7 separate regions of the Mus musculus genome follow, and regions 1, 2, 4, 5, 6 and 7 are each linked to region 3. Evidence: chromatin contacts called from public Hi-C, HiChIP or PLAC-seq, Micro-C and promoter capture Hi-C data. All regions are on one chromosome and are shown on one strand. The core of a region is the stretch at or near the end of the contact, and the rest is flanking DNA. Distances in the headings are between cores, read along the strand shown. Region 1 has its middle 48 kb from the start of Gm39359. Region 2 holds the start of Smad6 (SMAD family member 6). Region 3 holds the start of Skor1 (SKI family transcriptional corepressor 1). Region 4 overlaps Smad6 (SMAD family member 6). Region 5 holds the start of Anp32a (acidic (leucine-rich) nuclear phosphoprotein 32 family, member A). Region 6 holds the start of 1110036E04Rik (RIKEN cDNA 1110036E04 gene). Region 7 overlaps Smad6 (SMAD family member 6).

Evidence for each region. Promoter capture Hi-C pulls out the DNA fragments that hold promoters and counts their contacts. Hi-C and Micro-C count contacts between places; a contact is called where the count stands out from the background. HiChIP or PLAC-seq counts read pairs in DNA pulled down with a chosen protein or histone mark.
Region 1: a Hi-C map of bone marrow-derived macrophages shows a contact between it and region 3, with 19 read pairs. The contact joins the enhancer-like site here to the promoter of Skor1 in region 3. A contact is called at or near these places in 23 of 39 promoter capture datasets (the 3T3-L1 cell line, 3T3-L1-derived adipocytes, the C10 cell line and 15 more), 7 of 15 datasets of contacts at CTCF or cohesin (the NIH/3T3 cell line, embryonic stem cells, large pre-B cells and 2 more), 199 of 484 Hi-C or Micro-C datasets (the 63-12 cell line, the AML12 cell line, the AtT-20 cell line and 102 more), 49 of 115 datasets of contacts at active chromatin or transcription factors (the 230-238 cell line, DN3 thymocytes, the HPC-7 cell line and 31 more) and 5 of 9 other capture datasets (embryonic stem cells, embryonic tail, liver and 2 more).
Region 2: a promoter capture Hi-C map of embryonic stem cells shows a contact between it and region 3, with 28 times the contacts expected there. The contact joins the promoter of Smad6 here to the promoter of Skor1 in region 3. A contact is called at or near these places in 6 of 39 promoter capture datasets (the 3T3-L1 cell line, cranial neural crest, embryonic stem cells and 1 more), 1 of 15 datasets of contacts at CTCF or cohesin (stem cell-derived epiblast-like cells), 26 of 484 Hi-C or Micro-C datasets (B cells, CD8 T cells, cortical neurons and 6 more), 10 of 115 datasets of contacts at active chromatin or transcription factors (bone marrow-derived macrophages, embryonic forebrain, embryonic hindbrain and 3 more) and 2 of 9 other capture datasets (embryonic stem cells and liver).
Region 4: a contact with region 3 is called in a promoter capture Hi-C map of embryonic stem cells, with 7 times the contacts expected there. The contact joins the enhancer-like site here to the promoter of Skor1 in region 3. A contact is called at or near these places in 4 of 39 promoter capture datasets (embryonic stem cells, hippocampal neurons and stem cell-derived epiblast-like cells), 1 of 484 Hi-C or Micro-C datasets (embryonic stem cells) and 8 of 115 datasets of contacts at active chromatin or transcription factors (T-cell acute lymphoblastic leukemia, astrocytes, bone marrow-derived macrophages and 4 more).
Region 5: a contact with region 3 is called in a Micro-C map of embryonic stem cells, with 8 times the contacts expected there. The contact joins the promoter of Anp32a here to the promoter of Skor1 in region 3. A contact is called at or near these places in 1 of 39 promoter capture datasets (embryonic stem cells), 8 of 484 Hi-C or Micro-C datasets (CD8 T cells, embryonic stem cells, regulatory T cells and 2 more), 11 of 115 datasets of contacts at active chromatin or transcription factors (the NIH/3T3 cell line, embryonic forebrain, embryonic limb bud and 4 more) and 1 of 9 other capture datasets (adipose tissue).
Region 6: a contact with region 3 is called in an H3K4me3 HiChIP or PLAC-seq map of embryonic stem cells, with 7 read pairs. The contact joins the promoter of 1110036E04Rik here to the promoter of Skor1 in region 3. A contact is called at or near these places in 3 of 39 promoter capture datasets (the C10 cell line, hippocampal neurons and stem cell-derived epiblast-like cells), 1 of 484 Hi-C or Micro-C datasets (embryonic stem cells), 6 of 115 datasets of contacts at active chromatin or transcription factors (bone marrow-derived macrophages, embryonic forebrain, embryonic stem cells and 2 more) and 1 of 9 other capture datasets (liver).
Region 7: a contact with region 3 is called in a Micro-C map of embryonic stem cells, with 1.9 times the contacts expected there. The contact joins the enhancer-like site here to the promoter of Skor1 in region 3. A contact is called at or near these places in 3 of 39 promoter capture datasets (embryonic stem cells, hippocampal neurons and stem cell-derived epiblast-like cells), 2 of 484 Hi-C or Micro-C datasets (both in embryonic stem cells) and 4 of 115 datasets of contacts at active chromatin or transcription factors (embryonic forebrain, embryonic stem cells and forebrain).

Annotation. Positions count from the first base shown.
Region 1 is chr9:63,841,754-63,845,699 of GRCm38.p6, forward strand. No RefSeq gene overlaps it. Among named protein-coding and RNA genes, the nearest start is that of Gm39359, 48 kb to the left of the region's middle. Within about 2 kb of position 2,573, at least 6 of the 459 cell types and tissues checked have an H3K27ac peak or open chromatin away from gene starts, as enhancers often do. A contact at or near this core is called in the SCID.adh cell line and bone marrow-derived macrophages, where this site is marked.
Region 2 is chr9:64,020,322-64,024,203 of GRCm38.p6, forward strand. Smad6 (SMAD family member 6) reads right to left here and starts at 1,738. Exons shown (of 4, transcript NM_008542.3): 1 at 1-1,738. The coding sequence starts at 703.
Region 3 is chr9:63,145,518-63,149,450 of GRCm38.p6, forward strand. It overlaps Skor1 (SKI family transcriptional corepressor 1), which reads right to left and starts at 1,463. Exons shown (of 9, transcript NM_172446.3): 1 at 1,290-1,463; 2 at 1-1,061. The coding sequence starts at 1,396.
Region 4 is chr9:63,957,644-63,961,184 of GRCm38.p6, forward strand. The region is part of intron 3 of Smad6 (SMAD family member 6); the gene reads right to left. Among named protein-coding and RNA genes, the nearest start is that of Gm36033, 15 kb to the left of the region's middle. RefSeq lists an enhancer at 672-3,541. Within about 2 kb of position 1,673, at least 136 of the 459 cell types and tissues checked have an H3K27ac peak or open chromatin away from gene starts, as enhancers often do. A contact at or near this core is called in astrocytes, bone marrow-derived macrophages, craniofacial prominence and 4 more, where this site is marked.
Region 5 is chr9:62,339,955-62,343,555 of GRCm38.p6, forward strand. Anp32a (acidic (leucine-rich) nuclear phosphoprotein 32 family, member A) reads left to right here and starts at 1,389. Exons shown (of 7, transcript NM_009672.3): 1 at 1,389-1,600. The coding sequence starts at 1,547. Gm20346 (predicted gene, 20346) reads right to left here. Exons shown (of 2, transcript NM_001378702.1): 2 at 1,548-2,034. The coding sequence ends at 1,970.
Region 6 is chr9:64,048,054-64,052,061 of GRCm38.p6, forward strand. 1110036E04Rik (RIKEN cDNA 1110036E04 gene) reads left to right here and starts at 1,776. Exons shown (of 3, transcript NR_040713.1): 1 at 1,776-1,842.
Region 7 is chr9:63,974,267-63,978,098 of GRCm38.p6, forward strand. All of the region lies in intron 3 of Smad6 (SMAD family member 6), which reads right to left. Among named protein-coding and RNA genes, the nearest start is that of Gm36033, 32 kb to the left of the region's middle. Within about 2 kb of position 1,990, at least 28 of the 459 cell types and tissues checked have an H3K27ac peak or open chromatin away from gene starts, as enhancers often do. A contact at or near this core is called in embryonic stem cells, where this site is marked.

The DNA of each region.
Region 1 (3,946 bases), core at 1,323-3,822, 700 kb after region 3:
AGAAATGTGCATTGATTTGTTCCAGGGTGCCTAGCCAACCCTTTTAGTGACTTTCCTCTGGTATCTACATGTCAGCAATCTTCCTCAGAGCATCTTGTCCCTCAGGTCTCCCCTTTAAAGCCACCTTTGAGGCTTTACCTGCTAAGGGCCTGGAAGAATCCTTCCAACTTCAGGAACTGTATCAGTCAGGGAAACTTGGTTATACTGTTGTAACAAATATCCCTTCCACTTGTGAAGCTGATCCCAGGTTTGTCTCTTGCCTGTGAGCTTTTCAGGATGGCTACAACTTGTGTTTGTTCTCATCTTGAGATGGAGACTGACCAAACAGTCATCATGTAAAACTCTGCTGTGCCCACAAGGGAGAAGATGCTACAATCCCATATTCATGATAACATGACTGAGATAAACAAATTATATGCATTTTTCCCATAATAAGACCAGAGTAAGTCACCTGAAGCCATCTAATCCCCTAACACCTTACCTGGACTAGCATTAATGTCCCTTACACATTTGTGAGCAAGGCAGTAAAAAGCCACCTCCCAAGGGCTTCAGGACAATGAGCAGACAGGCTGGGATCTGGTGTAAGAGTTGTCCAGGATCCAGGGGCAGCCTAAGGTACAGGTGAAAGATCTCCGCAGAAGGGTTGTGGTCAGCAAACACTGTGAATGGAAAGTCCTGCCTTGAGTCACATTCATCTGTGATTTGCTTTTAAAAAGATTTTGTTTATTTTATGTATATGAGTACACTGTCACTGTCTTCAGACACACCAGAAGAGGGCATCAGATCCCACTACAGATGGTTGTGAGCCACCATGTGGGGGAATTGAACTCAGGGCCTCTGGAAGAGCAGTCAGTGCTCTTAACCACTGAGCCATCTCTCCAGCCCACCTGTGGGATTTTTTTTTTTAAATGAATGGTTGATGGCAGGTGTCACAGGTCCTCCTTGGCTGGATCCTTTGCAGAAAAGCTAATCTGTCTATCCTGGTTTTCTTTCTCATTGTGATGAAAATGCCCCAACGAAAACATCCCGTGGGATTAAAGATTGACTTGCTCATGAATCCGGGTTTCTTCCATCGAGGCTGGGGAACTTGAAGCAGCATGTCACGTCGCATCCACTAGAGAGCTGAGAGAGAACGAATGTGTGCACCAGACTCTCAGTTGCTTTCTCCACTCATACGATCCAGGATCCAAACCTAGGGAATGGTGCTGCCCACAGTGGGCTGGATCATCCCATCTCAATTAGCAAAAGCAAGGCAATACCCTCAACACGTGCACACAGGCCAATTGATCTAGACGGTCCCGCAGTCAAGACTCTCTTACCAGGTGATCCCACTTTCTGTCAAGTTGACAATTAAAACTATCCATCACGCTGTCTATCAAAGCTGTACTAGATTTCTCTTAGATGCCCAGCCAGAGTCTCATAGCCCACTGGGGATTGAAAGGGGCACCGGTGCCAGTCAAAAGGCGGTATGTCCCAGGGGTAAGATGGATGGGATGATATGCCATTGCTGTTTGTGTTGGAGCCCCTAGGGTTCTCCAAAGAAGCAGTGAACACACACACACACACACACACACACACACACACACACACACACACACCCTGCATTGACGGACAGGACAAGTGGGAATGACAGTGTGAAGTGATGGGGTATGAAGGTATGATGGAATGTTAACCCCGCCTTGGGAAAAGCCAAGAGTCAATCCAGTTTCCAGCAAACTTTCCCCCTCAGTTCAAAATACAGAGGTGGAAGTGCAGGATACAGATGACCTCTTGGGGGACCCTAGGGACAGAACCTGCCCAGTGTGAGGCATAGCCACCTGCCAGGGCAGTACAGACCTCAGGAGGGAAACGGACCCTGCTGAGGATCAGTGCAAGGACAGGGAGGAAGTGGCTGCTCTGGTCTGTGGAGGAGGGTGAGGCTCTGAGAGGTGAGGCTGGGACGCCTGGGGGAGGGGTAGCAGCAGAGACAGGCCACTGGTCACCTGAGGACCAATCAGTCTAAGTGTCCACAGTGACAATGGTGGATGCCTGACTCCTCCCTGTCAGTGAAGGTTCTAGAACAGGAAAGGTACCAGACTGAATGTCACTGGGCATCGATGGTGCCAACCGCTCACAAGGAGACCAGCTCCAGAGCCTACAGTTGCCTGGAGCCTCTTCCAGCAAGGGGGCTGTATGGAGACGCCTCTAATGTCCCTAGCTAGAGGTCACCTCCAACAGCGGTGCTGCAGAAAACCCGATGGAATAGACAGAGAGGTGACACCACCTGCTAGAAGATGTCATCGAGTGACCCTGGCCACTGAGGGTGGGCCTCAACCAGGTGGCACTGATGCTCGTGACTTAGATGTCCCTGAAAACAGGAACATACCTGAAGACTCACACACAGTAGGCTTGGGTCAGCATTCCAGCAGCATCTGTGGAAGGCTTAAATATCACGAGTAAAACATTCACAACTTCCCTACGGGTGCATCATTACTTCAGAATGAAAATTAAACAGTCAACCTACAGGTGAGATGGTGGCACTAGTTTGCGGAAAATACAGATGGAGTGTGTCTTTGTCTGTGTGTGAGCGCCCTCTTGTGGTGATCATGGCACAGTGCCGCACTTGACTAAATGGATTTCTTATGGATGGTGCATGAAGAAGACACCTCAATCAGCCTTTGCATCTACCCTGGGTTTCTTCTTACCTGGACCATAAAAATACTGGTGTCTTTTGTCTTTGAAGTCCCAGAAGTGCTGAGAACTATTCAAAGAACAGGCCCATTGTCTGTGCTAGTCTACAAACTAGCAATATGCTGGCTGGAAGGGCGAGACTTCTCCTGGCAGTGAGCATATCACCTTCCAACTCTAAACCTCCATGTGTACTACACTGAAGACCATGAAAAATGTCCATCCTTCCACAGGACGTAACAAGGGAAAGAGAGAACAGACCCCAGTCCATAGTCTCCAGGCAGCCACAAGTCCAGGGAAGCCTGGGTCACACCTACTGCCATGCCTGACTAGAATGAGCCCTCCTTGCTCACACATATCCTAATTTGGGAGGTGAATCATTTGTTTACTGGATGTCCAGATCTTCCCAGGAATGGTATGTCACTCACTTCTTACAGGACGTGGGGAAGAAGGCTCTCAAAAATTCTGATCCCTTGTCAGAGTAATGAGGGTAGCTCATTTAAACATCACCTCTAGCAAATCAGAGAACAAATCAGAAAGAGACGTTGGAAGTGGGAGGTGGGGTGGGAATGAAGTCATACCAAGCAGCAGGAGGCATAATGGCTGGCCATCAGGGATGCCCTGGGCTGAGGCAGAGGTGGGCCTCAGGACCCTGAGGAGGGTACAGATGAACTATCAAGAAGATAGTTAATGTTAGGGATTTTGCTTGTTGTTTTGACACAGGGTCTCATGTATCCCAGGCTAGCCTCAAAATTCACTGTGTAGCGAGGATGACCCTGAACTTCTTGATCCTCCTGCCTCCACCTCCTTAGTTCTAGACTTGCTGGTAAGCATCACCACACTGGTTTATGTGGTGGTGGAATTGAACCATGGGCTTCACGCACCCTAGGCAAACACTGTACCACTGTCTCAGCTGAGCCACATCCTTAGCCTGGGTATCAGGTTTGTGATAAGGAAAGAGAAAGCATTGTCTTGGGGAGGGGAGTCCTTTCTGAGTTCCAGGCTGGGGTTTAGCGGTGCCTGAGCTCAGCAGTCCTTGTGCATTTCAGAGTCTGTTGACCCCCAGGTTTGGTCTGTTGGGTGGATTTTTCCCCCCAGTGAAGAGGAGAACTGGAGAGATGGGAGCTTGAGGGTCGAGAAGGGTACTCTGGTCCCTGGAAGGGGATGGTTGTTTCCCTACAGAGCTGTGGGAAGTAGGAGAGTCAGGAATTCGGGGGGGGGGATGCACCTGTTTCCTGGTGTAGAGAGGGTCTTGATAGGCCAGGGGCAGGGGCCCAGG
Region 2 (3,882 bases), core at 488-2,987, 880 kb after region 3:
CTGGCCAGCGGAAGAGGCGGCCGAGCAGCAGCTGCGGTGGCGCGGGCTGGCCGCCCAAGCGGAGGTCGGCGCGCGGCACCAGCACGCAGCCGCCCGGTACGCCGCCTCGGGACTCCACAGCCTCCAACAGCGTGTCCAGCGAACGCTCCTTGAGCCTCTTGAGCAGCGAGTACGTGACCGTCTTGAGCTCCTGCTCCAGAAGCAGCAGTCGCGAGCGGGCTTCGCGACTCCGAGGCCCGCCGCCCTCCTCCGGCTCCGGGGACTGTCTGGCTTGGGGATCGCCAGAGTCCCGGGGCGCGCCTGCTGCGTCCCGTTCGGAGAAGAGACAGCAGGTCACCGTCTCGCAGTCACTCTCAGGCAGCCAGCCTGGGCCTCCAGGCTCCGCCACATCCAGCGGGGAGCCCCCAGCCCCGGCCCCCGACTCCGACACGGGCCTCGGGAGGCCCCCTGTGCGCCGGCGCCTGCCCGCGATCGCGGCGCCTCGCGGTCCCACCGCGTCCCGGGGCCGCCGCGGGGCTACCGAGCGGACTTCGGAGCGGCTGCAGCCTCCGCCCTCTCGTGCCCGCGGGGCAGGCTCAGCTCGGCTGCCCAGGCTCCCATCCTCGTCGACACCACCGCCGCCGCCGCTGCCTTCCTCCCGATCAGGGACCACACGACTTCGCCAAAGTCGCCGCACCAGCCCCGAACGTTTAGACCTGAACATACGATACCCTTTGGCGCCTGGGGTGGTGGGAGGGGAGGCGGTCTCCGGTTACCGGGGGTCCGTTCCCTCAACGAGGCGCCGGCTGAGCGGGCCGCAGCCCCACATGAAGCTCTGCCGCGGGGCGCCGTGCAGACCGCGCACAGCCTGTCGTCGAAGGGGCACCGCAGGGCTGCAACATGAGGGAGCTCGCGCCGGGCCAAGCCGGGCCGGGCCGGGCCGGGAACACGCGCGTGTTGAGCCTCAGTCCGCGAGGGACCAGCGGGCTACATGGATCACGATGGGCCGGGACCGCTCAACTCCAGCTGCTTTGGAGCCTTAGGGAAGCCACCAGCGAAACGATGCTAGAGACACCCTGCATGGGCCGGCGAGCCTTCAAAAGTTGCGCGGCTGGTACACGAGCACAAAGCGCTTGCGTCGTGCCCCCAAATGTGTCTGCACAACTCTGCCTTCAAAAGCCAAGCTATGCTACATGGGCTTTCCCTGCAGGATCCGAAACTAAGGCTTGTGGATAACTCCCATATCCCTGCAACAAAATAAAAATAGAAATAAAAGCAAAGCAAGAAAAAGGTCCCAAACAAAACTCAAAATGCTTGGATTTTGCACGCACGAAAAGCAATTCCGTCTCAGGTCCCGGGCGCTCGGTGCACTTGGGGCAAGTCTCTCCTGAACGCGGGTGTCAACACATGAGTGGAAGCCGGAAAAAAAAAATCCCAAAGAGCTGCTAGGAATCCTTAATTAAAAATGCAATCCACCGAAGCAGAGGTCGCAGCCCGCCCCACGCTGCGCTGGGTCGCTTCGGGCGCCGCGGCTGCCGAGGTCGCCCCCCCCCCCCTTCACCAAAGTGCCTCCTGGTGGCCCCGCGGTCCCAGCGAGGTTTGGCGAGGCAGCGCCCGGCGGCTCTTTCTCTGGACTCAGCTCCCTCGCTCGTTCCCCCTCTCGGCGCTCTCTCTCTTTTTTGTTCTCCTCAAACGCACACTGAGGGCCCCCGGAGGAGCGCCGCGGAGTCATTGGCTGCCTCCCATCATATGCCAGTCTAGACACTTTGGCGGCTCCGCGGCGCTGATTGTTGCGCAAACAAGGTTTCAAGTTTCTTAACTCTTAAAGGAGAACACGTCCCATTGCTGAGCCCGAGGCTCCGAGGGGGCTGGTTCCCGGGGCGGGCCGAACGCGGGCCCCCGCCCCTCGCCCGCCCCAGCACCCCCGCCCCGAGGCTGACAGTGCCCGCGACTCACTCTCAAGCTCACGTCGTGCCTTGGGCACGGATACCAGCCGTCCCGCACACGCGCTAACAAACACTCACACCCTGATGCCCAGCTCTGCTGGGTGAACCCACCGCGACCCGGACTCCGAGGCGGCCCTTTGCCTCTCTCTGGCTTGTGCCCAAACTTGCAAACGCGCATAGCACTTTAGAGTCAGTCCAAACCCCCAGCCTCAGCGCGGGCTAATAAAAATGGGCGTGTGTGTGCGCCTTCCTGCCCTCCGTCTCTGGGGAGTTGGGGGGCGGCGGCGAAGTTGGGATAGCGGGTTTCTTCCGTGTCCTATGAAGGCTCCACGCACCCCCTGCCCAAAATTAGGGGTCTCTCCGCCTAGGCTACACTGGGGGGCGGGTGATCGAGGGAGCTCCAGGATAGCCCGAGGTGGGGACTTGGACAGGGTGGGGTAGAGGCAGGAGTGCTCTTGGATGGCTCCTCCTGGTCGCCCCGGCTCTCCCTCCTGGCGTCCTAGGCTCCTCTCAAGGCCAGGCGCTTTCTTCTCCCTTCGAGGATTTACCTTATGCCCCTTCGAGAGTGATAGAGGGGCGTGCTTTCCCCAGTTATGTTTCACTATAAAAACGGGGGCAAGTTGGGGACAGACTTGGGGACCCGGCATGGGAAGGGTTAAGGCCGCTCCTGCCCTGGAGCCGGCGCGGCGGGGTACCTCCTCGGGCGTGCTTGCTAGTCCGAGGGTGGCAAAAGTTCAAGCTTGTAAAGTCAGGATTGGCCCCGCGCGGAGGGGAAAAAAGGCCTGGTTCCCCCTCCCCCTCCCGGGCGTGGCGCCGATTGGCCCAGCCGCAGGGCCGGCCCCGCCCTCCCCTGGCGCGCCGCGGCCCCACCCCCGGCGCAGCACCACGCCCCTTTCCGGGCAGGAGCGGGGCCCCGAGCTCAATGAAAGAAATTCCGCTACTCTCATTGGCCTGGGGCTTGACGCCGCACCCCGCGGGAGGCGGAGTGGGGAGGATGGGGCGCGGACTTGTGATCCCCTTTAGGATACCTGTGCTCTGGACTGCTGTAGCGAAGGTGGTGTGCAAGTCCAGGAACGGGTCTGGAAGTGCGCTGGGGGAAGGGTCGTGTGTGTAGGAAAGATACAGACTACTTCCCTGAGTCTTACCTGGAGCCAGGTACTCCAGTGCTGCAGGGCCGATTGTCACACCCACCCTTCACTATTTTGGCCAAGGTGAATATGAGTAGCTGTCCTGGCCTTGGTTTCTCAAGATTCTAGGAAATCCTTACTAATAAGTGCATACATCAAAAGTGGGCAAGAAGCGCCCACACAAACTTGTCTTTTAGCTTCCGTTCATCCCTGAAGAAGTTGATGATCCTAAAACGCAAAGAGAGCCTACAGGATTGTGCACACCCATGAGTACAGCACTTGGGAGGTAGAGGAAAGAGAATCAGGAGTTCAGTGCTCTCCTGGGCTACACAGAGACCTGGAAGCCAGCCTGGGCCTGCGTAAGACCCTGTCTCCGAAAGTCTCCCAAAATAAAATAATAAATACAAAGAGAAGCCAATTATGTTCTCTCTTACGAAGATTTTGTTGCCTTGCCTCTGGGTTACAATAAGAGCAGATGCTTTGAGCTCTTTACCATGGTAGCAGAAGTTTCAAGCCTAAACAGCTAATGGGTTTTATTTTCTCTGTGTACAGATGAGAAACTGAGGCACAGAAACTTGCTCATTTAATTTGAAACCTATTGAGAGCACTAAGACACCAAAACCAGAGAGCTCCAAGTTCTCACCCCCACTCCCCAACAGCAGGGAGAGGCATGTAACTATGTGATGTCACAACATCGCTTTTAGGTGTGTGGTTTCCCAAATAAGGTGCATGGTACTGCCTCTATTAGACCTGCTGGATGGACATTTCATACGGAGGCCACAACTCCCCACTACAAGACTCTGGAGATGAGGGTAGCTGGCAACCACCAT
Region 3 (3,933 bases), core at 213-2,712:
GAGGCGGGGGCAGCTTTTGCAAGAGGCCAAAACCTTTGCTGGGCACTGGAATCACCGGGTAGCTGCGAACCCCTGCGCTGCCCCCAGGTCCTCCAGGTCCTGCAGGGCCACTAGCTGCCGCCGCCAGGCCAAGTGCGCGCTGCGGATGCGGTGGAGGTGGCCCGGGAGGCCCAGCCGCCTCGTCTTCACCGCAGCGCAGACTTTTGTGGGGCGGTGGGCCTGGGGCCATCTCTGAGCCGCACCCTGGACCGCCACCGCCACCAGCGCCGCCCTTCCCTGCACCACCAGACCCGCTATTAGCGCCGCCTCCGCCGCCCCCTTGCAGGGAGAAGGTCCGCTTGCGCGTACCGCCATTAAACATAGCCTTGACGTCCTCCCAAGCGTGGCTCAGTTCGTCGGTGGCCGACTTGTCACTGAGTTTGAGGTGCCGACGCCACGAGTTAAAGTTGGCGGCGTCGGGCTGAGTGTACTTGGCGTCGGGTGTGCGGTGCGAATGGAAGATGAACTTGTTGGGAGAGAAATACATACTGCAGTAGCCGCACTTGATGCACTTAGCACGAGAGCTGTTGTAACGGGCAGGGATGAAGCTGCCCCGAGAGCCCCATGCGCACTCGTGCACCACGTCAAAGGCGAAGTTCTCAGGCAGTTTGGGGGGCTTGTGCTCGCCCAGGAACGACTTGCACAGGCGTTCGGCCTCTCGTTTTGTGATCATACCACAGCGGCGAGAGGAGATGGGCATGGCCCCGGCCCGACGCAGTATCTCCAGCTGCACCGGCGTGCATTGCACGCATGTGATGCCCAGGGCCACGCGGCGGTTGTGGATCTCATTGTAGCTGTAGTTTTTGAGCAGGGTGTTGGAGATCTGGGCTAGGCACAGGCGCTCCTGCCCATCAATGACCAGCGACACGATGGGTACCCCGTACAGCGACGTCTCGCCCACCTGGTTGGGTTTAAGGGCGCTGGATCCCGAGTAGGGCTGCAGCTCTTGCTTGGAGTTGGGAGAGGAGCTGCCCTCGCGTCCCGGCCCCAGCTGAGTGGTGAGAGCCTCCATGCCGCCGCTCCTGCGAAACAGAGAGAGCAGAGAGCAGATGAGCCATTTTTTTAGCGCCGCTACCTAGGTTCAGGCCCGCCCAGCGGGGCGCAACGTGTGGGGTGCGAGGGGGTTACTTGGCAGTGGGGAGCTCAAGCTCATTCGTCCCACGGACTGGCCCCTTTTGTTATTCAGACCAGCTTCTGAGCTGAAACAAAAGCACCCGGGGGGCTAAGGGAGGAAAAGGGAAAATCGAAACCTCAGGAAAGCCCCGGCTGCCAGGAAACCAATCCTGTTTTCAGATTGGAAAGGAAGTGGGACCCAGAGACGGAGAGTGACTTGCCCAAGGCCACACAGCAATGCCATAGCCAAATCCAGGCTTTCCAGCCGGCACTCAGGTTTGCGTGCCTTCAGCTACCTCACAGCTCGCCCTGCCCGCCAGGGTCCTGAAGCCCGGACTTCAGGGACCAGCGGCCCCTCTGCTCAGTCGCGCATGCACGCGTGCGGGCGGGGGCAGTGAAGGGAGAGGTGGGGAGGCGAAGGAGGGGCACTCACTGCCCATCACAAACTGCAGGATGTAGGGGTGGGGGCAGGGAGAAGGGGGAGGGATGGAGGTTGAAGGAGGAGGATAGAAGGAAGAGGAGGAGGCCACTGCTGTTCGCGGTGCTGAACCCTACCCTTTCCAAAGCTTGTCGCGTGCACCACGACCTCGGGTGGCCCCCAATGCACCTATCTTCGTGGTGACCGGCTTCCAGGGACAACAGTACCGGTTTGCACAAACCTGTACTTCTCTTCTGACTCCTTGAGCCCGGTGTTCCTTGAGCAGAAAGAGTCCAGCTGGGTTTACAAAACGCTTTCTTGCCAGCCATCAGTTAGGCCGGGATCACGCAGTCTCTAACCACATTTTCTGCATTTTTTAGCTGCATTCCAGACTAAAGCCGGCTCCCCTCTTGTCAGCGCTTGGGACAGAGAGGTTCTCACAGGCGTTTCTCTGGAGTCACTTTTTAGCTTTGGAAACATGCCCCTGAGCTTTCTGTCCTCTTCCACACAGCTTTTCTTACTCAGACCCAACACAGGCTCCCCAGGCTCTGGGCTGCTCCTTTTGTGGGGGTGACTCCTCTTTGAGTATCCTTCATGCCCCGACATCAGCTCAGATGGGCTAGAAGGAATCTTGGCCACTCTTGGAAGCCACTGTAAAACTCCAAGCACTAAAAAGTTGCTGCTGGTCCCTCGCTTTGATCTCTGGAGAAGGCAGAGAGGAAGCTGTATCCACAGTCTAGCCTGGTGGAGGACCCAGGAATTGATGTTTAGGGCCTTCTAGGTCGCCCAGTCACCTCACGTGTCTTCAGACACTCAGGGCTCCATGGACCCAATGCTGGGCGGCAGGCGCTCTTGCCGCCAATCTAGTCCCTAGGACTCCCTCCTCCGAACTTGGCTGGAAAAGCAAATCCATTTCAGAGGGGTAGCTTCACTCTAACAGGGATCCGAATTCCAAAGCTAAGAACCTGGCATCTTTGGTCTGCAGGTATCTTTCCCTCCCTCTGTTTGCTTAGATACTTATTTGTCGATCTTATCTGTCCCTGAGCTGTCTGTCGCTGCCAGCTCACCGCTCTTTCTCCCATCTATCTTGTATCTTGTTCAAGTATCAACCTATTTATTATCTGTTTCATCTCTTCCAGTCAAACTGAGGCAAGTTGATCCTCCCTTGTCACTGAAATCCCCAGTAACATTTTAGGAGGCAAGCAAACTACTGTGCTAACTCCCTGGCTGAGGGGTCAACAAGGCGAGCTAGGTGTCCCAGGGACGGCTCTCACACAGGCTGAGGAGGTGGCTAAGGGGGCCCGCAGCTGTGGGAAATGACGATGGCTTCTGGGATTTCTGGGCAAATGTACCGGGCCCGCATAGAGTGAAGAGGACACCCTGAGCCTGGAGCGTCCACCTGAAGCTGGGGCTCCTGAGTCCCCAAGGGGTTTTCCCAAAGGGCTTTTGGCCTTGGAGCCCGGAGAAGTGAGGGACCCTAGGAAGGAAACAGCATTTCGAGGGCCAAAGAAGAAAGCACCAACGAAGGGCCGCACTCAGGGACAAGGAGCAGTGCTCAGGGCGGCATGGGGACCCCCTGGCCCGCTCCTGTGGCTCGAGGGGCGAGCCTAGCGAGGTTAAGCAGGCGGGAGGTGGGCAGCGGTGGCAGCGAGGCTGTGGAGTCGTTTGTTAGGATAGGAAACAACCGCCACAGAGTCTAAAGGAGAAGTCAACGAAAGAAGCGCTGCGGCGGCCGGCGCGGGGGCTGTGGGCTCGCGATCGCAGGTACTCACCGTGCGGGCGGCTGGAGCCGGGCAAGCGGCGAGCGGAGGTGCGCGGCGGGCGGAGCGGCGGGCGGGAGTCGGGGATCCGCCGGGCTCTCCGGGTGACGGCGCGGCCCCTCCCCGCGCGCGCGCACAGCCGCGCAACCCCGCTCCCCGCGCTGCCACCCGCGGCCCCTCCCGCTCTCAACAGGCACGGGGCGCCAGGGTCCCCGGAACGGAGCCCGGTGCCCGGAACCGCCGCCCCCGAGGCCGGGGACTGGCCCGAAGAAGAAGCCGAAGCCTAGAGCTCATGGCGCAGCGGCGGGCACGGCCTCGGTCACAGGCGGGAGTGGCGAGGCCGGCGCTGGGCGGGAGCGCCTGACAGCTGCGAGCCGGGGCGCCACACCCACCACCCCTCGCTGTCCCTCGCGCCCTCCCCGGGTGCGCCCGCCCGCGGGCCACGCGCCGCGCCCGCCGCCTCTCCGCAGCCCCAGGGCCTGTGCGCCCCAGGTAAGCGGCCGCCCACCTGCGGCCCGCGGCTCGCACCTGCGGCCCTGCGCGAGCCAGAGAGGCCGAGTGGGCGGAAGGGATGGAGGGGATCAGAAAGTCCCCCCCGCCCCC
Region 4 (3,541 bases), core at 423-2,922, 810 kb after region 3:
GACCTCAGTGGCCTTATCTCTGGAAGGTGGCACCCGGGTTATAATGATTTGCCTGAGGCCACCCATCAGAGATGGCAAAGTTGGGACTAGGACTTAAAATCCTTGAATGAGGTAAACACATGGCTGCAGCCACCTGACTGGCAAGCTTCTCCATGTACCCAAACCTCGCCTCTCTTCCTTTGTAAGAACTTATCAGTCATCGAGGGCTCTGCTCACCGGGGGCCACTGTTGGACTCTCTAGAAACTCAAACAGTAAATCAAGCATACACAGAAAGAGACCGTCATCTCGCTCACTGGCTCCAGGCCTGTTGCAACAACCCAGGCAAGGGGACTCAAGCTTCGAGGTGCTCCAAGAGGACTGTGAGTGGGAGGGCCCTTTACACTCTCTGTAAAGCACCTCGGTTAGTTCCTGGACTGGCACCTGTGGTGACCGACCTGCCCTGTAACAGAAGGGATGGAAAGAACACTTACGATCTAGAATGAGCCCAGCTGTGGCTCCATGCTCAACGCTCACAAGCTCCAAGAACTCAATTTTGTGGAGACCTGTATGCTGTGCGCTGGTGTGCTTCAGTGATGTAGAGCAGGCAGGCTGCACCCATGAGCCCACATGGCCCTACTCTACTCATCAGGGACAGTGTCTTGTAGAAAGAGCCTTCTCTCTTTGGGGTTCCAAAGCTCTGGCCCTGTCATCTTCCACAGCCACCAGCCTAATTAGGAACCATCTCTTTAATTGCAAATAAATACCGGGGGAGTCAGACCAGAGCAACATCAAAGGTGACCGAGGTCTGACCGAAACTCACGCTTCTCCCTCCTCCCTCCCCTCCCCAATCCCTGGCCTGCTCAGGGCCTGGCCTAGTTCCCAGCCAGCAACGGGTCCCGCTGGGAGGGGTGGGTGGGAGGAGAAACGCTGGGAGCCCTGCCTTCTAGCCAGGATCAGTTAACTGCCTCCTTTCTCAGCCTCGGTCCTCTCCGAGGAAGTAGCTATAATGTGCAGCTCTGAATTTCTATGTCCCAGCAAACTCTAGCCAGTCCCTTGCTGGGAGCCCTGCTCAGCCGGTCTCCAACAGGGGGATGGTGTGGCTCTCTCAGGGACACGGGTTAGCAAAGAAAGGAACCAACCAACTCCACAAACACCAAACGCACAGCAGAATGGACCACCCTTAAGTGCGCCTGCTTGGAGAAGGAAGTCACACACAGAAAATCCACTGAAAGGCAGAGGCGGGAAGTTCTCCATAGGCAGAACAGCTGATAAAACATGCAATAGCAAAGGTGGGCGGCAGCTCTCAGTGAGGAGTTCTGGGCTACATGTTCAAGGCCCCAGGTTCCATCCCCTAAGACTGCAGTAAATACATACAAAGAAAAGGAAGGAGGAAGGAAGAAGAGGAGGAGGAAGAGGAGGAGGAGAATCAGGGCAGTTGATAACCTGAGGAGTAGGTACACAGGAAGGAGAGAACTTCCAAGACAGGAACGATGGGAATCGGGGTGTATATATACACCCCAGAAGAGTCACCACAACCTAAACACTAGGCTAAGCAGGTTTTGGCTGTAGCTACTGACATCTACAGGAGTCTCAGAAGGTCCCCCAGGTGACAGCCCCTCGCCCCCATTGTCTCCCAGAGGTACCCACATTCCTGCCACCAGAGGGTGGTGGCAGCCTTCTCTGAGCACCAGGCAAACAGCCTCAACAAAGGCCGTCTCCCTTGCTCGGCCCAGCCACAGTCTGCCATGCCTTCCTCCAGAGCTCTCTGCCCAGCCAGGGTGCCTAGAGACCAACATGTAATTTTGTGTGTGTGGGAGGGGGGTACTGGACCTCAAGGGGGCTGGCTGGAGTCCGGAGGAGGTGGAGAGCGGTGGAATCCCAAGAAATGTCTTTAAGCTTATTCGAATCAGCAATTTTCTGTCAAAACAAAGTGCAGGAGCGCGGTGGTGTGCTCCCTCACAGGATCCAGCTAAAGCACGAACACAGTGAAATGTCTTCTCCTGCCCTCTCTCCGCCTTCTGACCACAAATGCCCAGGGTGGGCCATCCCAAGAAGGGACCAAAACATGTCCCAGTCTGGCGAGAAGACAAAGCACTCCCGGGAGGTTTGTGGGGTGGTCCGTCCCCACCGTATCCCTAATATCTGCTGGGCTTCACATCTCCCTAGCTTATACCACCGTCCTTGCCACCAATTAAAAACAACCAATAAAGACTGCTTGGCAGTAAGCTTCAGACAAGAACCAAATCCACTCCCTGTGGCGTGCCGAGAAGAGAAGAGACCAGCTCTCTAAAATCCAGAAAGCAACTAGCTCAGGGGTCACACAGCAAGTTGGTGGCAGAACTGGAAATCAGCCTAGGGCTTTCTCTCAGCCCTTTGCATGGGGGCCTCCCACTCTCCTGGAAAACTACTTTCTTCTGTCCCAAGTCATGCCTGTGGCTTCAAGTTCCCTTCATCCAACCGGCAGCGTTTCATCTGTGGCTCCAGAGCCTGGGAACAATTACGCAGGCCCTGCATCTGGTTAACCTAACACCCCTTTTAAAGCCTTATTTGCCCATTAGATAAGTAGTTTTTGTTATCAAACTGAGGGGAAGAAACGAGTTTCCAAGGAACTCTCCTTTGTCCTTTGGGGCCGAAGAAATGGCTTCAGGTTTGCAGCCAGTCCAGCCAGCAGCATTCATTAATGGTCCTGGCCTTCCTCACAGGGGAGGGAGGGCCTGTCCTTGCCCCTGGCTGCTTCAGAAAAGCAGAGAAAGAATGCACACAGGGCCACGTTAATGGTCAGCAGCTCAGAGCCAGCCGAGCGAGCCTCTGCTGAACGCGGGCTGGCCCAGCTGACAGGAGTTTCCTCCTCCTAGCTCCCCCCCACCTCCCCAACCCCCCACCTCAGAGCCAGCACCTCGGGCTCCCAGAGGAAGCCTGGCTTCCAAGAGGAAGTTCCTAATCGCTCATTACATCACAAGAGATCTGGCCACCGCTGCTGCGGGCCTGCACCGGGCCCACCGCAGGGGCTCTTTTAACTGTGGGTCTCCAGTGTGGAGACCGTGCTGTCCTCCCGCCCCACATGGCTACTTGGTTGCTCTGCTGGCAAAAGCGAGATGGGTACAGAAAGGGAGAATGCCAGCAAGAAGAGAGGGGAGCCCAGGAACAGGAAGTCCACTGGACCGACGACTGAGGGGAGGTCCAAAGAGGTGAAGTGACTTATACATGTCACAGTAGAAACCGCTCAATGGAGCTGGGACCAGTGGTATCTCCGCAGAGGGCATGGGTTTCACGCACTGGATCAGGAGCAAGGAAGCCTGTGTGCAAAGTCCAGCCCTGCCACTCACCAGCAACGGTAACAATCCCTACAGAAAATATTCTGAGAGACACTTGTGACCCTCCCTTTGGCCATCAGACAATTGTCCCCAAGGAATTGGAATTTCCCCAGGAATCTCATGCTGGGAGCAGGAAAAGGCAGAAGGCTGGTGTCAGCAAGAGGGAGAACAGAGATTTCACACTGTTCTGACAACTTGTCAGGCCACCTTGCAGGAGGGACTGGATCCTAGGCAATAACAAGCCAAT
Region 5 (3,601 bases), core at 139-2,638, 810 kb before region 3:
GCAAAGAGATAATTTGGAGTTCTTTGTGTTTTTAAAAGGAAACAATACAATTGAAACATTCCAGATATACAGCCTTTGTAAAAATTAACAAAAATCTAAGGATAAGAAATGTCAAATGAACAACGTAAAGAAATTACATATTTACCCAGACGAAATGGTTTTATTTTGTACTTCCAGCTACTTAGAATAAACATTTATCAGCTTTCAAATCCATTTGTTTGATCTAAAAGAACTAACTAAATAAAATACTTAGTTCTAATGTCTCAAAAAAAGAATTACTTTGGGGGTGTTTGCAGAAGCGTGTAGATGAAGACACATAGGAAAAGACACTATGATAAAGTTGTGTGAATAAAATTAAACATGTATCCCGTAATTTGTTCACAGCCGGACATCCACATAGTACCATGAGGTCCGAGGGCTGCCCATAGGAAGCTGGTAACCCAATGGGAACCAGGGCTGTAAAGGTTTCTTAAAAAACGTAACGTGGTCGAACAAAAACAAAACCCAAAGCAACTGTAAGACCTGGCGTAAGTGCCCCCAGTTAGCGACTCTTTGGCAATGCAGATCCAACCAAACGATTAGAATGAAACGTGCAACGCTCTCTCTCAAAAAATCCTATAAAGCCCGTCAATTATGTTCGGCTCTGAGAATCGGCAGTTCCCAGCACCTTCCTTTTCCACTTTTTAATATTTTATACAGTTCTCCATCTGCGGCCTTTCCATTCATTAATTGCCCTATACAAGATCCCCCCGATGACTCTCGGGGAATTGCTTCTTTTAAGACAGGGCATCAGATTGCCAAGCCTCTGGGGTCGAGATCGCGCCCTCGCTCCTTTGGATGTGGGAGCGTCATGCACTTAAGACTTGATTATTTAATTGCGGAGATGGGAGCAGACCGGTCGGAGGGGTTGTGCCAAGTGGGCATCCCGGGGTGTGTGTGTGTGTGGTGGGATTTGTCCTTCGTGCGCTCCAAAAATGCGCGCCCTCCTTGGGCCTGCCTTGTGCCCGCGCGCCCCAGGCCTCGTCCGCCCGCCCAGCACCCAGAGGATGCCCCCGCAAGGACCCCGCCCCTCCCGTGTCCACGCACCTGCGGCCCCGCCCCCGGCCACGAACCTTCAGGTCCACGCACCTGCCCTGCCTTCCCTCCCGCCCCCAGCGCGCAACCACCAAGGTGCAGCCGCGCTCCTCTTCGGCGGCCCCGGTATCTAAAGGGGTCCGTCTCCGGCACCACAGCCAAATGGCTGAGCCTCCCTGGCCCGCTGCGCAGGATGCCCATTGGACCCTGCCCCCCGCCGCCACCACCACTATTGGCTGGCGTCCGAAGCCTCGCCATTTGATTGGCTCTTGTTGCCGCCGCTCCACGCAAGGAGCCGCAGGTCCCGCCTCTACGGCGATCAGGTTAGTGTGCGCCGCGGGTGCTGGGGGCTCGAGAACCGAGCGGAGCTGGTTGAGCCTTCAAAGTCCTAAAACGCGCGGCCGTGGGTTCGGGGTTTATTGATTGAATTCCGCTGGCGCAGGATCCTCTGCAGAAAGAGAGAGCGCGAGAGATGGAGATGGACAAACGGATTTATTTAGAGCTGCGGAACAGGACGCCCTCTGATGTGAGCATTTGCCAAAAATATCTCTGTCGGTCCATTCTCCTACTTTGTGTTATGTGTGCGTGTGTGTTTTGGGGGGAAGGCACTTTTTTATGGAGGGGGGCTCCGGGGAAGGTGTGGGGTTTGGGGTCTGACTGCAAATGAATTGCAAGGTTGGATGGCGGGGGTGGGGGGGGTTGCAATGCCACCGGAGCATGTTTCGTCCGCCGTCGCTGCTGCCCTTGGTGTGTGACTGACTACCTGTGCGTGTGCTCCCGCGTGTGCGGGTATGGGTGCGAGGGTGTGCGTGCGAGTGTGCACCCAGCGGGGGGCCGGCGGGGCGCACGCGTTCGGGTCGGAGGGAAGGCGGCAATTTCACCCTCGTCCGAGCTCTCAGCTCCCACGACTTGCATCTGGATGGAAAAGATGATCGAGGGGAGGAGAAGATGGGCTGCCTCCTGGATTAAACAACAAAAAGGGGTTGTTATATTTTAGAAGCGTAACCCCCTTTCCGCCCCCTCCCGCGCCTGCCCCCTCCCTTTGCAGTCTCTTTCGCTCGCTCGCACACAATAAGTTTTGGGCTTCGCGAGTCCGGTATAGTTTCTGATCAATGTAGCCCGAGGACCCCGGGGAGAGCGCGTGGGGACCCGACTGCTGCGGAGTTGGGAGATGGCTCGAGTTTAAAGCGCGTCTTCGTTTCTCTGCGGGGATGAGGCGAGAGGTGGGGAGCCATATTTGTAACTTTGTCGTGTTCGTGAACGCGCCCTTTCTCTCCCTCCCTCCCTTTCTCTGTCTGCCTTCCTTCTCCTTTCTCTCTCACTCTTTCCACCCCACCTTTGGGCCAGATGCTGTCTTTTCTCCCTTCTTCCTCGCGGAAAGGGAGGGGGGGTACCTTAGGTTAAGGGGGAGGGATTGTGAAGTGTGCAAATGCTCAGATAATCCTCGCGCCTCCCCAACCACGAGCGTCGCTAATGTAAGTTGCCCGGAGGCTGCGTCCCGTTCTGGCCCCCGGCTCCCTCCCCAGATGCCAGCCTTGGCACCCTGACGCCTCATCGGCAGCAGACACCCCACCTTCCCGGTCCTTGCTTCTCCTGGGGTGGGCTCCCTGGCAGCCATTCGGCGCTTGGTTAATAAATGGGCACGAGAAACTTTATCAGAACCCGAGCTGCCCAGAGCTAGTGCCGCTGTGGGGACCGACCCAGTCTACATTCTTGCGGGCACGGCAGGCACGCAGCTCTGGGATGGGCAGTTCGTCTGGCCGTAGCCGTTATGGATTGGGCAGCGGCGGGAGTATGGCAGGAGGAAACTTACACCGGTGGGAACAGGGAGGCTGGGCGCGAGCCCACTGCAAGGGGAAGTGAGGGTTGGTGGGTGACTCGAAAGCTACTGTTTATTTTTGTCTCCCTCTCGCTTTCACGCACTCGTGTTGTCTGCGAGTTGACCCATTCGAGAGACCTTAGGGTCTGCGGTGGAAACCCTAGCCAACTTCCCCTCTAGGCTCGGTAGTAGGGAGCAGGAGCTCGCGGGCGGGAAAGATCTCGGGTCTAGCCTGAGGGTCTGGGGCTCGGGCGAGTTGGGGGCTCGCGTAGCACGTTGTGCTGACCTGTCGCCCCTCCAGCCACTTGACCCCTCGAATCCTGACAAAGGCAGGCCTCATTTCCTCTTTTCTCCTAATTCCTCCTTCTAAACCTGAGTAAGACTTTTGAAAACAAGCTCCTTTCTGCCGACCGCCCATCCTCACGCAGCTGTGCACTGGAGACGTGCTACAGCCTTATGGCGCGCAGGGCGGAAGGAGGGGGCACCCCTAGCACCAGGACTTGCCGCGGGGGCTGCCTGGTTCGCCCGGTGGCGTCCCGACCCAGCCAGGGTGCCCGATCCCGGGGGGTGGAAGGGACTGGGTGTGGTGCTGGGGGGAGGGGGCCGAACGCGACTTCCCGCGTACTTTCCCGGAAGACCCCTATATGTAGTTGGGGGGCTTCAGGGTCCCGGCGAGTAGGTGCGCAGCAGCGCCGGACCCGACCGAGC
Region 6 (4,008 bases), core at 526-3,025, 900 kb after region 3:
GAGTAACCAGGTTCAGTTCCTAGCACCTGTGGTGGGTATCTCACAATTATCTGTAACTCCAGCTCTAGGGGATCCAATGCCTTCATCCAACCTCCATGGGCACACTCACAAACATGCAGACACACAGAGAGACACAGATAAATATACAGGAAATAAGTAAATAACGGATCAGATGCAAACAGAGCACACAGTTGAGGATGTGAAGAGCAAGCATCTTTCTAAGCCCTGGGACCCTACTGGCACTTCACCTAACTAGAGGCTGAATCCCCTCAAAGATCCTCCCTTAGGGCAAGATGAGGGGCCTGGGCCCCACAGGAAGCACATGCTCTTTGCACCTTGAAACAAAGCTGCCTGGGGTCACTTAGTCTCTACTTGGCTACCCCCAAATAGCCAAGGTTACTACATGTCTCCCATGTCTCCATGTATCAAAGTCCCCGGCAAGGTCTTCTGCCACATCATCTGAACACTCCTGATCTAATCCGATCCCAGAAGCTAAGTAGAGCCGGGCCTGGCTAGCTTGGATGGGCCACGAAGTCCCTGGGAAGAGCCGCTCTTCCTGGGGAGCTCAGTAAGAGATGTGACCCGGGGAGAAAAGAGGCAGAGTAGACGCAGTGTGAACAGGAACCTGGGCAGCCAAGGAAGTAATGCTTCACAGAGTTTCTCTGCAGAAAGGCCCCATTGGTTGCCTCCATAGCCTTCCTCGGAGCCTTCACAGCTTACATACTGAGTGTTTAAGTGCTTACACACACACACACACACACACACACACACACACACTCACATTGAAATCCCAGTGGGACACTACAGTCTTGATGGTATCTCTCTTAAAGTGAGGAAGAAAAAAAAAAACAAAACAACAACAAAAAGAAAAATGGAGCTTAGAGGATCCCAAGCAGAGAGACTGACATATATAAAGAGCATGGAATGGTTAAGAAATTCCAGGGGACACCTTAGTCTTGGTGGCAGACACTAAACAGGAAGCGGCAGTGTAGGTCGGGCGTAAAAGTCCTGAGCATGAAAGCATGCATCTGGATTTTATGAGAGAGAAGGAGTTTTTGAAGCCGTTTACTGCAGGAGCCAGCTTGTGTTCTGCCTGATCTCTCACTTCCTGTGAGTGCTTAGGTAGGAGATGATACGGGTAGGAGGCAGAAATCCTGGCCTAGAAAGCCAGGACGCAAGGTTTGAGGGCCTGGTTGAAGCTAAGCAGACACTGTATACTGTATTTCTCTTAAATTGGATTATAGTCTCTCTCTTTTTATTCTGAATTAAGCTGTAATGGAATTTTTTTGTTTGTTTTATGTCTTTCCAAGGCTGAGTCTTTTTTTGTTTGTTTGTTGTTTTGTTTTGTTTTTTCTCTGTGTAGCCCTGGCTGTCCTGGAACTCACTCTGTAGACCATGTTGGCCTCAAACTCTGCCTCCCAAGTGCTGGGATTAAAGGCGTGCGCCACCAGTGCTCCGCCCCCAAAGCTGAGTCTTAAGGGAGTGCAGTCTGGCTTCAAACTACACAGCCAACGCTGGCCTTGAACTCACAGTTCTCCACCATACCCAGTGTGGGTAAAAATCAATAAAGCGTGTGAGGCCGGTGACTAAGCCACTACAAAAGAGCAAAGGTAAAAATAATGAGAGCTGTTAATGCAGCTTCACGTGCCCGTTGTACTGTTTTGTAGTATCCGGGGGATTTCCAAGTTCACCCTCAGTTACTCCTCCTAGCAACCCGAGGAGGTGGTGTCTTACTCCCAAACTTCAGGTGAGGGTATGACTACAAAGGAGTTGAGGATCTTCCCCATGACCAGCAGGAAGGGCAGCAGGACTCCAGGGACCTTGCTCTTCACGAGGTAGCAGGTGAGCACAGCCAAAGGCAGAGAAGGCCAGCTTGGACTGGAGTGGGCGTGGCCGGAGTAAAAGGGCCAAACCAAGCGGAGCCAAGACGAGCTTAGACTCAACGGCCCCCAGCTTGAAAAGGAAAGTATCTTCCGTAGAATTGTTCTGCCGGATACAAGCTCCGGGAAGTTTAACTATTTGGTGTTTGCTTCCAAACCAAACCAAACAAACAGAAAACCCCGCGGCGCTGTGGAAAGCGCGGAGGCCAGGTGATCACCCTATTTCCGGCGGGGGAGCCGGATTGGCCCTCCTATGCAGTGCCGGATGCCATGGCAACCAGACACAAGATGACTCTCCAGAACTGGCGCCACCTCCCCTGAGGCCTTGGCCTTGCTGTCCTCCAGGGTGATTGCCTAGTCAGGAGGGGAGAGGAGCAGCCACACCTCTGCCTGCCGGGACTCTGCTCTCTCTGCCTAGTAAAATTCCGGTGCTTCCTAAATCTCACGGGCCATCAAGAGTAGCAGCCCTGAGAAGTTGGGCGAAGGGAAAAAAAAAGCAAAAAACAAAATCCAAAATACGCTCAGGGGCTATCAAGGCACTTTGAATCAAAAACTTGGTGGCGACTCCAGCCGTGTGTAATCAGCAAGCCAGGGGCTTCTCTGTCGCATGCTCTAAATGGCAAGCCTGCTCCACACAGCGATTTCCCTGATTCTGGCCCAAAGTACAACCCTCCTCTTTCTTGAGCTCAGATGTTCTCAATGGGTCCTTATTGAAGCAGAATCAAGCCCCGAGCCTCTCCAACATCCAAGGCATTTCACAACGTTACCTTCTGGGAGACTCTGCCCGTGACTCATCCAGACAGTCACCAGCTTATCTTTCCTGAAACGCGTCCTGTTTCCAGGCTTGTGTTCTTGCTGTTTCATTTGCCTGGAATTTCCAGTCTTTCCTTCTGATTCCCTTTTGACCAAGATTTGAAGTTTCCCTTCCAGGAAATCTTCTTGGAATGCTTCCAGCTTCCTGGAAGTTCCAAGTCTATCCCCTCAGCCCAGGGATGAGCACTGATAGCCGTTGGATTTTGTTATAAGCAAAATTGTGGCATCACCAAGTTCATGTTGACTGACTGGCTGGCATCTAGTACTTCAGAACTGGGCTGTACTTGGAAGTAGGGGCTGTTTAGAAGTTGTTATGGAGGCTGGGGAGGTGGCTCAGTTAGTAGTGTTTGTCTTGCCTGTACCTTGAAACTGAATTTGATCCTCAGAATACATGTAGAAGCAGACATCATCATGGTGGTACACACATGAAACTCCTCCAGTGTCAGAGGCAGAGTCAGGGAGATCCCTGTGGCTCTGTGGCCAGCAGTCCGGACAGTCAGTGAGTTCTTAGCCAGTAAGAGACTCCTGCTTTGGAAAACAAGATGAACAGAGCCCAGGGAATGAAATCCAAGTTTGCCCTCTGGCTTTCACAGGTACACACATGTGCATCCCGAAAACACACACACACAGACAGACAGACACACACACACGGTCATTAAGACAAAATGAGGCCCTTATCATGGACTCCCATTCAAACTGAGTAGTGTCCTTGGACAGGAGGGAGTTTAGATAACCAGAGAAGTTATGGGATGAGTACCCATAGCAAGGATCTCATGGAAGGATAGCAAAAGGCTAGCAAAAGGCTGGCTACCTGCAGCCAGGGAAATAGGCTTCTAAGAAAACCAGCTTCCCTGCCCTTGGGCTTTCAGCCTCTAGTATTGTAGGAAATTTAAATTGCTACTTAAACCACCCAAATAGGTAGTATTTCATTATTACAATTCTAATGAAAGTATGCAGCTACTGTACATATTTACTGTGTCTCTCTTGAGGTCCTTGGCTCCCCAGTCCAATTGATTCGTCCTTACACCTCTGTGGCAGACGCTGCTGTTTTATCTCCTACATGACATCATCCATCAGATGGGGAGCTCAGCTCTTTCGAGGCAGAAATGGCCACAAAGACAAATGGTCATGCATTCTTCTGCACTTGACCCTCACCCAACGTATGCCCCGTATGAAAAGCCCAATGAATACTTGCTGCTTGCTTCCTGATCTCTTCAATGTTCTTAGAAGTTATTGGACTTCTAAGTACTACCTGTTTTGGGTTTTTTTTTTTTAAGATTTATTTATTTATTATATGTAAGTACACTGTAGCTGT
Region 7 (3,832 bases), core at 740-3,239, 830 kb after region 3:
TGTTGTTGGTTTTTTTTCCCTGTAATTGCAGTGGTACCTAGTTTCCCAGTTTTCCCACGGATACAACAAATGGGGGGCGGAGGGGGAGGTGTGGAGGGAGGGAGGAAAAAGTGAGCGCACAGGCGGAGTCACCTCTAATTAGGGTGTTGGGTTTTCTCCTTACCAAAATGGCTAGGAGCACAGACCCCTGGGACTCCCTCCTTTCCCCCTCAGGCCTTCAAGTCCAGCCCCACAGTGGCTTCCCCACCTCCCCACGAGGTGGAGGCTGGGCCCAAAGGGGTGGTCCCTACTGCTCCCCAGCCTGGAGCCTCTATCATTCATCTTTAAAGTGAGGTACAAACAGCAACCACAATCAGGGTTCTGGCGGGGCAGTGAGTGGCAAAGAGGAAAGAATCCTGTAACATGCCAGGGGCCCACAGAGCCCAGGGAGGGCTGGGGACCACGGCTGCCAGGCTTCCGGGCTGGGATAAGTGACCAGTGTGGCCTGGTGGTAAAGCCACTAAGGAAGATGTGGTGAGGACATCTTGGGACTCGAGTGTGTACTGTGGGGGATGAAACTGAGGGCTTAGCCCATGATAAGCACATGTTCTAGAGGAAGTTACACAGGACCTCAGATCCGCCTTGACATTTAACAGTGACACACACACACACATACACACACGCACACACACGCTGCCCTCCATCCTCACCCCAGTGCAACCTCTGGAGGAGTCCTCCAGTCACCGATCTAAAACAAATATGTGACAGCTGCCTGTCTCTCTCCATCCTGCCTGAGAGAATCTGAACATCATCTCCTGGTACAAATGGGAAACTGAGGCCTAGCGAGATGGTAGTGAGATGGTCTTTGCCACGCAGCAGGGAATACAGCCCTGTTTTGATGATGGGGCCTGGAAGTCCAGAAAGACCTGCTTGTTAACATCCTGTGGGCTATGAGAGTGTCTGCTGGATGACTCTTGAGCTCAGCTATAACCTACCCTAAGTACTACCCTGTACTACTTTACAGGGCCAGAAAGGGAAAGACGTTTATCCAAGGTTACACAGCAAATGAGCAACAGAAGAGGGATTGTGAGTAAGGCGTCCTGTATGCCCAACCCTGTGAGCCCCATCCTCATCCTCGCCCCAGTCCATCTTGATGCTGCCAAGAGTTTCCTCAGGAGTCAGAGTCTCATCGCAACCCTCGCGATGGAGTCTTGAGTGAAGTTCTGAGCTCTAATACCACTGTCTACAGCGGCTGGGCTTCCTTCCCTTTAACATAGTTCCTCATGTTGTGGTGACTCCCTCCCATAAAATCATTTTGTTGCTACTTCATAACTGTAATTTTGTTACTATTAGGAATCACAATGTAAATAACTATGTTTCCCAATTGTTCTCATGTGACTCCTGTGAAAGGGTTGTTTGCTACCCCAAGGGGGTCATGACCTACAGGTCTAGAGTCAAAAGGTGTGTTTTTCTCCGAGAACCCATTTGTAAAATCAGGATGGTTAGTAACTGTACCCCACCCTCAAGACAGGCATCAGAACTCCGGGAGATCACACTGCAATGGCCCTGCCAATCAGCTAGCAGGCTCTCATTTCAGAGTCTCACCTCCCGCCACAGAGACTCTGAGAAACCCATACAGTGGACATGCAGCAAGGAGGGCAAGTGTTTCCTCCACTGGACAGTGGAGGACAGCCGGAGGCGGCAGAGACGGGTCGGCACGGCTCGGACAAGACTAGAGTTCAGTCAGTTCCCAGCACCTGTACCTGCTGCGCTCCCAGCTGTAGAGGATCGGACAACCTTCTGGATTCTTCAGGAACTGCACTCCCATGCACACAACTCATCCCCACCCCACACTCCCTACAGACCCTGCACACATAATTAAATTCAAGGCGGTTCCCGCGGTGTTAAGCTCCTCCCACCCAGGAGAGTTTGCAGAGCTGCACACAGGACTATGGATGGCGTGCCTGCGTGTCCATAGGCAAGTGCGGGAGTCGGAAAACACTGCCTGGATAGAGGGAGTGTGGCTGACTGTGCCAAAACAGAACAGTCCTTCATCACAAAACAAGGTCGCCCCTCCTAGGTAGAGAGTCACCAGGCTGCAGAATACAGGCATCACGAGACACAGGCCAAGAACAGCCTGCCAGTGACAGTGGCTGTTTCTGCGATGACAGAATTAGGAGCCTTAGAATGGGAGGGTTGAGGGGATGGGAGCTGGCCCTTTGTCTCTGACACTTAAGGACGGTACATTAAGGACATGCCAGCAAGGGGCTGGCAAGGATAGGGAGCCTGGGGAGACCAGCTGTGGCACTCCTGAGAGGTACCGGAGGGAGGTGTCCTGAGCCCCCATATGTCACTCTTGCCCTCAGCAACACCTGCTTCCCCCCAAACTCCACAGAGTTATGAAGCCTTTAGCCAGGGCTTTGCAGCTGGGAAGGCCTGTTCCAGGCAAGGCAGAGAAAGCTGTGAATCGCAGGAACCAGTCTACCATGGTGGGGGCAGGGCAAGGCACACTCCTGCCTCTAAGTGAGGGTCACCACACATTGTGGCCAAGTCTCTGATACCATTGACTCTGGCACAAGTCTCTTCCTTTCTGGGAGCCTAGTTTCCCCAGCTATGGAAGGAATCTTTTAATTTTTATTTTCTCTGTGTGTGTTGGGGGTGGGGGTGTATGTCTATGTATGTGTTCCCATGTGTGCATGTGTGTGGACAGGTATGTGTGGGTTTGTGTAGAGGCCAGAGGTCAACTGTCACGTGTCTTCCTCCCTTGCTCGCTTCCTTATTTTTTGAGGCAGGGTCTCTCATTGAACTAAGAAGTCTCTCCTGTGGTGAGACTGGCTATCCAGAAATGCTCTCTGTCTCTACCTCCCCAGCACCAGGATAACAAGCATGAGCCACCGTGCCCGGCTTTTCACATGGGTTCTGGAGTTCCAAACTCAAGTGCTTGTGTGGCAAGCTCTTCACCGACCCAGCCGTTGTCCCAGTCCCCTGGAAGGGACACTTGAGAGCTGAATGACCTCTGACATCTCTTACAGAGGGCCACTGAGGGATTTGGGAGAGAAGCCCCAAGCCAACATTGCTTGCCTGCTTAGGTATGGCCAAGGTCACCCGAGGGAACCAAACTCCAGGAGGGATTGGGAAGTCATGGAGCTCAGAGCAGTAGTACTACAGAGAAGCTATGGGACTCAGCGGAGATGGCCACACTCACCCACAGAAGCTGCCCACTGCCAAGATGACACCAGGCCAGGTCAGGGACTCTTCCCACCCATTCCTGGCCACAGCCTCAGCCTTACCACCTGCCCCTCATCCCAGATTCTACAAGTAGTGAGACAACACCAGCTTCCTGGGCCTTGGTGACTGACTTAAAGCAAAGCTGAGCGAGCGAGGGAGTGAAAGCTCGTGCCAAGCCTTGAGAGTCCATTAGCAGAGTGCTGTGCTGAAGTGTTTCACACAAAAGGGACAAAGGAAAGGCAAGATGGCCATAGAGCTCCAGGGGTCACCAAGTCACCAGGAGACCTGAGAAATCACTAGTGTATCTGAGACTTTTTTCTTCTCCTCCTGGGTTCTCCCTGGGCCTGTGAAAGTGCTATGCATGCTGGTTGAGTCAGAAGCCAAGGTCCCATGTGTCCAAGCACCTTCCACAGCGACCCGCTAAGACAGGCTAGGAAAGACCACCCACCCAGAGTGGTCAAGTGGCTTCCTCCTTGGAAGGCCACCTCCCCCACCAGTCAGCTTTACGATGTATTGTCTTTGACCTTGACACATGACTTTGATATTAAGAAAGCGGAGGCTTGGGAGATGCCTGGACTTTGGTTTCTTGTTGTGCAGCCTGTTTGGAGGGCCACGGAACGGTGGG